2 separate regions of the Hordeum vulgare genome follow, and region 1 is linked to region 2. The links are chromatin contacts, called in public Hi-C maps. All regions are on one chromosome and are shown on one strand. The core of a region is the stretch at or near the end of the contact, and the rest is flanking DNA. Distances in the headings are between cores, read along the strand shown. Region 1 holds the start of LOC123408394 (galacturonosyltransferase 8-like). Region 2 holds the start of LOC123411410 (protein ALTERED XYLOGLUCAN 4-like).

Region 1 (4,569 bases), core at 1,753-4,252, 150 kb before region 2:
TTTTAGCCTTTCAAGGGGCATACGAACACTAAGTTCAGTTAATTTTCTTGTTGCCCTGCTAGGCTAATAGTGTAGGCTGTATAACCTCAGGGGATATACACACCCTAACTTCTGTAACTTGCTGTCCAGCTAGCTTATAGCCTTATATTATCAGAGGGCATGGAAATGCTAACTTCAGACAATTATCTTGCTTTCCTGGTTAGCTATAAAAATCAACCTTGACTCTTTTAACAAGACATACCTATGCTATAACAACATCGAAGTGACAACTTAAACTATGGAAATGCTAACTTCTGTAGTATTTAGTTGTATTAGCCATCGTCATATATCATGAATGAAGTTCCTCTTATATAGAGAAGACACGATAAGCTAATTGACAAATTACAGATAACAGCTTAGTGTTACATAAACATTTATTGCTATAAAATTAGAAGTTCTTAAAATTCTAGCGACAAAAGAAACAATATCATAGTGATGCAAGGAAACATACCTGAGTCTGCCAGTAATGGTACTGCTCGGTAGATTTCTCCCTCCTCCAAGAATTAAGATCAAAGAAGTTCATGCCATAAGCCCAGCCACATGCATTAGGATTGAACTTTGCTTTGATAAGGGGGTGCGAGAAGTTCATATACTGCCAATACCGATGAAACGACCCAAAGCATGTTTCTACTGCTCCATTCACCTTCCCATCCATGTCAATCTTCCACAATCCTGTGAGATCCCGCTGTACGACGACATCATCATCCAGGAAAAGAATCTTCTGCAGCTTGGGGTACATCTCAGGCAAGTAGAATCGCAAGTGATTAAGCATAGAAAGATACTTGGGATTCCTGAACTTCATATTGCTAGCATCTTTAGTGGCATTCTCAAGCTTATTCTCGAAATAGAATTTTTGGAGGTTTGCTGACTCCAGTTGCCGGAGTACAGGAACATAGGAGGAGTTTAGAAATTTGTAATCTTCGTATGCTTTGACCTCATAATGTGCACCTTGTAAGTCCATTAGGCGGATTATCACCTGCAGTTGCATGACATAAGTTTTACCCACTTTGAAAAGAAAATATTAACGGGACCAGAGAGTCTAAAACGTGATCGGACAAACCTGCATCGCCCCGAGGTTCATTCGGTCGGTCACCACATGGAAGACGTGCTTTGAGGGGTCCTGCGAGTTAGCTACGCAGGAGCGGACGACGACAGAGGCCGCGAGCACGTTGTCGGAGAAGATGGCGTAGTGGAAGAGCGCGGGGTCCTCCAGCGCGGCAGGCGGCGGCACCGGGTCCGCGAACTTGTCTGGCAGCGCGATCCGCTCGGCGGTGAGGCGGACAGCGAGGCAGTGGAGCGGCTTGGGTATGGATTTGGCGGCGATGAGCGAGGCGAAGGCGCCGCGCTTCTTGGCGCGCGCGAGCAGCTCGTTCTGCGCGAAGATTGCGTCCTTGAGGCGCTGGATTTTGAGCTGCGGGTCGAACAGCGGCTTGGCGTCGGCGATGGCGGCGCGGGCGGCGCGGATCAGGTCCTTGGCCTGGAGGTCGAGCCGGCGCGCCTGGTCGGCCTGTGACGCCGGCTCGGACGCGGCGACGGCCCCCAGGTCCCGGAGCGTGGCGGTGAGGTTGCGGTGGAGGGAGGAGAGGAGCCGCAGGTGGCGCGCGCGGTCGAGGTGGAGACGGCGGGAAGCCGCGGCGAGCGCGGCGGCGGAGGCGGCCGCGTCCGAGGCCTGCTTCCGGATCTGCTCCGCGCGGAGGCGGTCGCCATTCACGGCCGCGGACCCGCCGCCTCCGCCGCCTACGGCGGGCGGTGCGGCGGCGACGAGCAGGAGAAGCACGAAGACAGCGGCGGGGAGGGCGGAGTGTCCGGGGCTTGCGGCAGCGGCTGCGGCTGCCATGGCTTCAATGCTCGTAAGGTTCGGCAGCTCGCCGCATTGGAGGGGAGGGAGAGTGATTGGGGTTGGGGATGAGACGAGAGGGATTAATGTTCGGGCAGTGGCAGTGGGGCAGTGGGAGTGGCACTGCCACTGGCAAGAGGATTTATGGAGATGGTCCTGTTTTTTTCAGGTCCAAATCACGAAGCACGCGTCGGTGGGGAGTGCAAGGCGGCCGGAATTCGGGTACCGGCCGTGTTTTTTTTATGAACTAGAGATCAAAATTAATGCAAAAAATAAATATAAAACTTTCTTAGTACATGACTTAATTTTTTGGAAAAAAATAATGAATGAGATGGTATGTTTTGGATGAAGAGACTTATGATTCCATGCATGATTTGATGACGTGTCATTGTTGTATGAAAAAGAAAATTGAAACTAGTGGGTTGTAGCTATTTAAAAATAGAGGATACTTAGGGGTGTTTGTTTACAGGGAAAGGGATTTTTTTAGTCTCATATAAACCAAACACGAGGAACTTTAAAAGTGAGCATTTGGGACTAAAGAAAAAAGTCCCTAAAGAAGAGTTTTTTGGGGACTTTTTGAAACTTTTTCAACAACGCCTCTACTTTTAGCATGTCATTTAATAACCTCTAGTTCATTCATAATGGTAACATGGTCTTTTAGCATGTCATTTAATAACCTTTATTCCATGTTTAATCGCTGGAACCAAACAGATAGGGACTAGGAACTTTTTAGTTGGGACTTAAAAAAATCCTAAGACTTTTTAAACAAACAGTGCCTTATTTCGTTTCTAAATATAAGTTTCTTAAGATTTTATTAAAAAACTATATATAAAATAAAATAAATGAATTTATAATCTAAAATATATCTATATATACGTATGTATTTTTTAGTCAAACCTCTAAAAACTTATACTTTCTTCATTCCCTTATGCAAATTTATTGGAGCCACTGATGTATCGAGCAGTTTACCACATTGAGCACGCGCCCACCCCGACTAGGTCGCCTCCTCCACCATCACCCTCGCTACCTGGTACACATGCGTCGCCCATGTGTCTTCGTTGCATATGAAAATGCCATCGCCAAGCAGATTCACAGCATGGTCACGGACAAGGCCCGAGGTCACCATTGTCAACAAGGGAGCTTCGCTGGCCGACCACAGGAAGGCCTTTGCGTGAAGAAAACTTTTACTCGATCGCTTCACGGTGTTTAAATTTAGGAATCGGATAGACGAAGAAGTAAACGTTTTACTCCTCTAACCAATTTAGAAGATCGGCTAGGTATCGGTTAGAGAAGTAAAACCAAGATTTCATTCATCTCTAGCCTTTCATGGAATCGGCTAGAGTTTTTTTATGAAGTGAAGGAAATCGGGTAGAGTTATCTCTCAAGAAACAATATGCTCAATGGACACAAAAATGTTCTTACCCTTTTTATCTTCATTTTATTGTCTTTAAGCTCACGGAAAGCCCTTAATTTTGGGAAGCTTCCACAAGCTTCACAATCCGTGGTGTTTCAATTGCTGGACTGTTTATGGTTCGCAGAAAGCCCCCAATTTGTGGATCGATTTTTCTTTCCTTTTCTTTTTCTTTTCCTTAATATTTCCCCTTTTCTCTATATTTTTTACTTTTCCAAATACCTTGAACCTTTTCAGAATTGATGAATTTCTTAAAATCTGAAGAACTTAAAAAAACAATGATTTTTTTCCAAATTCAAGTAACTATTTTCAAATTTAATGAACTATTTTTAAAATTTGTGAACTTTAATTGAAAATAAATGAACTTGAAAAATAGATGAGTCAGTTTTTAAGTTCAATAAACTTTTCCAAAAGTTGTGAACTTTTTTCCAAGTTCGATAAACTTTTAAAGATTTATGAACTTTATTTCTAAATTTGTGAACTTTTTTTAAGTTTGAAAACATTTTTTAATTCATGATTGTTTTTAATTTTTTGCTATTTTTCGTATTTTTCAAAAGTCAATAGTTTACCAGACAAGTCAGCCGCGACGGGTCAAATGCAATTGAGCCGAAAAAAACACGATCGGGTGACCAACGAAGATTTCTTCCTTTTGGTCCGGCCCACGAGTGGGCGCGCGCAGGCATCAGCGATCTGTTCAGACGCTTAAGGTGCCGAACAAGAGCTCCCTCCATGGACCATCCTAACCATCGTCTGGCTACGTCAATGGTAAATGCTACAGTAAAGGAAGGTCTTGGCCTCATGTCCCATGCCACAGCACGGCCTGCCTGGCCTGTCTTCGTCATTGCATGCAACCATGCCACCTCAACAATTATGTATGTTAATTTATTTTATTATTTGTTTTGTATGCAAAGATGGAATATCCGTTGGATGCTTAGAGCAAATGTATAATAGATTGTGTTACACATTTTTGTTATGTAGGTAATCCATTGACTCCAATCCAATAGTTTTCTCCTTTTACAAAGTATTTATAATATGATTCATATGTTTTATTATTTTAAAAATATAAAGTTAGAGCAATTAAATATGTTTTCACAATAATTTTGTTTTAGCACCTATTTTTACATCTGATTTATCAAGATTCTCGTGGCAGCACATGGGTATCATATACGTATCCATACCTACTATTAGAAAAAACATGTATTCTCGGTCCATTATGTTATTTTATAAAAAACTTCCTAAAAAATTTAAGAACCAACCCTCAGGATAACAAACTTCTAAGAAT
Region 2 (5,165 bases), core at 626-3,125:
TGTTAAGCAGAAAATTACGGTAAAAAACAGATCGGCAGCTACTGCGGCTTAGATAGGAATAGCGCCATGAATAAACGACGAAGCGACGACGCGACGCCCAGCACGCAGGAATAATCCTGCCGCCACGTTCTCAGGTGGCAGGGCCTGCATGCAGTGCACCGTTCCGTTCCTGGCACTGGCTGGATGTTAGAGATCTCCAACAGGCGCCGGTCAGCCTAAAAAACCGATTTGCATCGTGCGGTTTACCTTTTTTAGCGCGAGTGCCGGCTCGAGCAGCCGTAACATATTTTAGCACGTGGGGCGTTTTAACAGGCGCTGTAAATTAAAATGCAAAACTTGTTCAACACGTAAAATATATGCATAGATTTAATACATAATTCATTTATATAGATAATAAACTAGTCCAACACGATAATATAGATAATCCAACACGATAAAATACACAGATAGATAATAAAAAAAGTACATAAATAGATAAAACTACTCTGAGTCGTCACCCGGGTGCTGTCCGAAGTAGATAGTCATGCGTCCTCCCAACGGTCATCGTCAGAAGTGAAGATGAACGGCAAACCGCTGTTGACGGCCCCGCACTGCGATATAGCGAGTAACATGCGCCGACACTTGTCCTGCCGCTCCTCGCGACGCCTTGCCGTCCTCTCCGCCCAGAAGGCGTTCTCGGTGGCGACGTCCTTAGGGTGGTGCCGACGCCACTCCGCCATATCTCGCTCGTCCTCCTCCACGACGAGGAGCCGGCGCTGCTGCCGACGGTGCTCCTGATGGTCCTGGTCTGATATCAGACGAGGTGGAAGGGCAAGGTCATGCGCCTGCTCGCGCATGTAGACATCCCAAAAATTCATCTGCGCACGAGACCTCTCTAGGCGCCACACCGCCGCGTCGTACACGCGGGCGGCCTCGTGCGTGGTTTCGAAGGTGCCGAGGCCGAGGCGGACGTCGCCGGACCTGATCTCGGCGTAGTAGGCGCCGGAGGGGCGCTCGCGGACGCCGCGGTAGCCCGAGGTTCCACGGGGGCGCGGCAACATGGTGGCAGAGGAAGCGGCGAGAGAGCGGCGAGAGAGGGCGCGTGGCTATGGACAGCCGTGTGGCGAGCGACGCATTTTATAGGCGCGCTGAAAGCGGTGCGCCAAATCTAGCGCGCGGCAGCATGCTTTCTCCCCCGCGCGTGCAATAGTTTTCCGCGTTCGCTGGAGCGTGCGATTTCGTCCTGCACGCGCTAAAAATCTAGTTTACCGCGCGCATGTTTTTTGACGCCGCTGTTGGATATGCTCTTATATGCACGCTGCCGCCTAGCACCGTGGCAGTAAGTGCCACGCGTCGCCGTCACAATTGTGGTGGTCTCTTCTGTCAATTTTATCTATAGATGATTTGTTTTTTGTCAATTCTGTTGGGCTCATGGTCCTTTTGAACAAAAAATTGTTTACATCCTCCTCTTCTCCCCTCCATTTTCTCCTCATACAGTACCAATCTAATTCTTGCTTCATTTCAAGCACAACTGCACAAGCTAGGCGATCCCTTCTTCTCTTCCACCTCCTCAAGGTCAGCAATTTTCCTGCGCACATATGAGTATACTACATACATGTCTCACCGTTTATGTCTTGACTACGCTGACCTCAATTTATATCAATTTCTTGTGTTCCTCTGGAACCTCACACGTCGCCTCGATCAACTCAATCATTAATCACCTTTTCTATTTCTTGGTTTATGCAAGCTCTCAAATTGTTGACGTTGACTCCTGGTTTTAGTCTGTTTAGTTTCTGAAAAAAAACGGATAGGAACTGAGACTTTTTAGTTGGGACTAAAAAAAAGTCTTAGTAGTTTAAAAAAAACAGTGCCATAATTCGACGCTCAAACTCCCATATATATACGGTATGTCACCAGTACTAGATTCCAATTTATATACTCCATTCGCTCCATAGATGCATTCGCTCAAACTCCCATATATATATATACGATGATGCGGAGTAGATGCATTCGCTCCATAGATATACACACCCCGGTACCTATCTAGAGGTAGAAGGCTGCATATCGTACGTCCTCGGCAAATGGGAGGAACACAAATTGGAACTCATGGCCAGTGTTCCTTCCTCAAGAACTTCCTCACTGGTGCTCTGTTGACCTTGCCTATCGTTTACATCCTCCTCTACTCCACTCCATCTTTCCTCTCATGTACCAGTCTTCTCGCTGCATTTCAAGCACATCGCTCAGGCACAAGCCCTCCTCAAGGTAAGCATGCAATTAGTCGTACACGCGTATATATATGTTTCACTGTAGTATATTGTATATGTCTTTATTGCATTTCTGGGATCGTTCGAAAAAATGGCTTGATTTCATGCTATTTATATGCTGACCTCCATTAATTTCTTGCGTTCCTGATCGATTCCCCGGCCAGCTTGGCAGCAATGCGACTACACCGCCGGGAAGTGGGTGTGGGATGACAGCACCACCGGCCCGCGGTACGATAGCCAGAACTGCGAAATGAAGAGCGCGGAGAAGTGCGTCATCAACGGCAAGCCGGACAACGGGTACCTGCACTGGCGGTGGCAGCCGGCGGGCTGCAACCTCTCGGCGCTCGACCCGACGGAGTTCCTCCGTGTGGTCTGGGGCAAGCGCCTGGCTTTCGTGGGCGACTCCACGGCGCGCAACCAGGCGGAGGCCCTCGTCTGCTTCCTCTCCACGGTGTCGCGGCCCGAGACGACGCACCGGTACGACGAGCGGCTGGGCCGCAAGTTCTGGCGGTGGGTCTTCCCGGCGCCGCACAACGTCGAAGTCTCCACGTACTGGTCGCCGTTCCTGGTGCGCGGCGAGGGCAGGTCGGAGGACTACGGCATGACGCAGGACACGGTGTTCCTGGACGCGCTGACCGAGCCGTGGACGGCGGACGTGGACGCGATGGACGTCATGGTGATCTCGGCGGGGCACTGGTTCAACCACCCGGCCGTCTACTACGACGACGGGCAGATCGCCGGCGTCTTCTCCCGTCCGGACGTGAACGAGACCGACATCGGCGGCGGGTACGTCGGCGCGTACCGCAAGGCGATCCGGAGGGCGCTGGAGTACGTGAACGAGAAGTCGTCGAGCGGCGACAGGCAGAAGCTGGTGGTGGTGTCAACCATGGCGTCGGCGCACTTCGACGCCAGGTACGCGTGGAACCACCGGGACGCGTGCTCTCGGCCGAACCCGTATGGTGAGGGAGAGGCGCCCGAGGAGGTGATCACGGCCGAGATGAGGAAGGCCGTGCTGGAGGAAGCGGCCACGGCGGCGGCGAAAAGGCAGCGACGGGGGTTGCGGTTCGACGTGCTGGACGTGACGAGGCTGGCATCCATGCGGCCCGACGGGCACCCAGGCGCCTACATCGTCAAGGGCAGGTACGGTCTCGGAAAGCCCGTGCCAGAGACGGTGAACAACGACTGCTTGCACTGGTGCTCGCCGGGGCCTGTGGACACGTTCAACGACATACTCATGCAGATGCTGGCTACAAGCGGCTGAAGCCAAGTGGTATGCACGATGCGGTACATGCCCATCGACGCATCGTGCATGCGTGGTGGCTGCCACGACGCCACCTACCCACCACCCCGACCACGCGCATCTCTTGCGCACGCGTCCACGCGAGGCCGACGGCCACGTAGAAAATGCAAGAAATCTACGATGAATTTTTAGGCATGACAAACCGAATGTCTTTTATTATAGACTAGCACAAATGCCCATGCTTTGCAACGAGACACATTGTTACATGTCTTATGACTATAGCTATTTCCCTTCTTTCTCGTCTCAGTTTGTCACACGTACATGTGTTATAACTGAATAAAAAATCTTTAGACTGTTACGGTTTTCGTATATGCTCTTCGGAGAGGAAAAAAAGACCAACTTAATTTATAAAGCACGTTAAATACCTCGATAGGTTATCAACACCTTTTATTATGCTCACCAGTGTTTCATATATTTTCATTTTAAGTACTCACTCCGTTTTAAAATTTGTGCGCCATATGTTTAAATTTGTGCATGAAACAACAACCCTTAAAAGCGCCCCCACAGTTCTTTGTTTTATTAATATAAAAAATACATGCTCAATAGAAAAAAATAACAAAATAAGCTTATGTGTGATTGAATCGAGGATTATGGGGTAAAAGGGTTGAGTTATAGCCATTTGGGCTACTAATATGCTAAAACGGCCGGGGGCACAAGTTTTTAAATATTAATTTTGAAAATTACGTGACCAATTTTAATTTTTTCTGAGCGATTTTCATATATAACGTGTTAGATTTGGAGTTAGGATTTAAAAGATATGAATGTTTGAAAAACATTTGAATTGACACAAAAAATGAAGCAATAGGAAAAGAAAAACAGGAAAGTAACATGTAAAATAATAGCATATTTGAAATCTTCACTTTTTTCTGAGCGATTTTCATATATAACATGTTAGATTTGAAGTTAGGATTTAAAAGATATGAATGTTTTAAAAGCATTTGAATTTACAAAAAAAATGAAGCAATAGGAAACGAAAAACAGGCCGGCCTGGACTTGAACTCAGGTCTCTGCAGATAGCTAGTGGTGCGTCGACCACTGCGGTAAGTACATGACTCTGCTGAAATAGAGGTGGCACTTTATATATACCAGACCGAGCGAACCGTTTTCCGTTTTCTCCACGGGTTGAATACATAAAATGTCAGGGACTTTTTTGTAAAAATGTCATGACGGTCGACCAGAAACCCTATTTGCTTTATTATTAGGGAGAGACTAGTTTAATGTCCGTGCGTTGCCACGGGAAACCCACAGAAAACAAAGCCGTGAATGAAAAAATTGTGACAAATGCTAGTGTTTTTCTTCTCTACATTTGTTGGACACAGTCGTGTGCACAAAGATTTCGTTAACATAAAGATAAAATTTAGCACACATATTAATTATGTATACCTGCAAAAATTATGAATAATACAGAGAATGATGAAGAAATGCATACATGCATGAAGAAATGTATAAATGCATGACAGAAACACACATCGAATGTTGCATCTCCACCATTGTTTATCTTTCATCGTAAATGCACGTACGTTGCCATGGGACAATAAACTTTAAACGTATAAAGATTAATATTAAATATCATTATAATTGACTATGTGTGCGTCATATGCATCTTTATGGAATACAATGTA

Evidence for each region. A called contact is a pair of places that touch in the nucleus more often than the background predicts.
Region 1: a Hi-C map of seedling shows a contact between it and region 2, with 2.3 times the contacts expected there. The contact joins the promoter of LOC123408394 here to the promoter of LOC123411410 in region 2. A contact is called at or near these places in 2 of 6 Hi-C or Micro-C datasets (leaf and seedling) and 1 of 1 datasets of contacts at active chromatin or transcription factors (embryo).

What each region holds. Positions count from the first base shown.
Region 1 is chr7H:98,688,938-98,693,506 of MorexV3_pseudomolecules_assembly, reverse strand. It overlaps LOC123408394 (galacturonosyltransferase 8-like), which reads right to left and starts at 3,002. Exons shown (of 4, transcript XM_045101512.1): 1 at 2,904-3,002; 2 at 1,100-2,005; 3 at 491-1,015. The coding sequence starts at 3,002.
Region 2 is chr7H:98,541,355-98,546,519 of MorexV3_pseudomolecules_assembly, reverse strand. LOC123411410 (protein ALTERED XYLOGLUCAN 4-like) reads left to right here and starts at 1,875. Exons shown (of 2, transcript XM_045104350.1): 1 at 1,875-2,241; 2 at 2,408-3,943. The coding sequence starts at 2,061. The coding sequence ends at 3,504.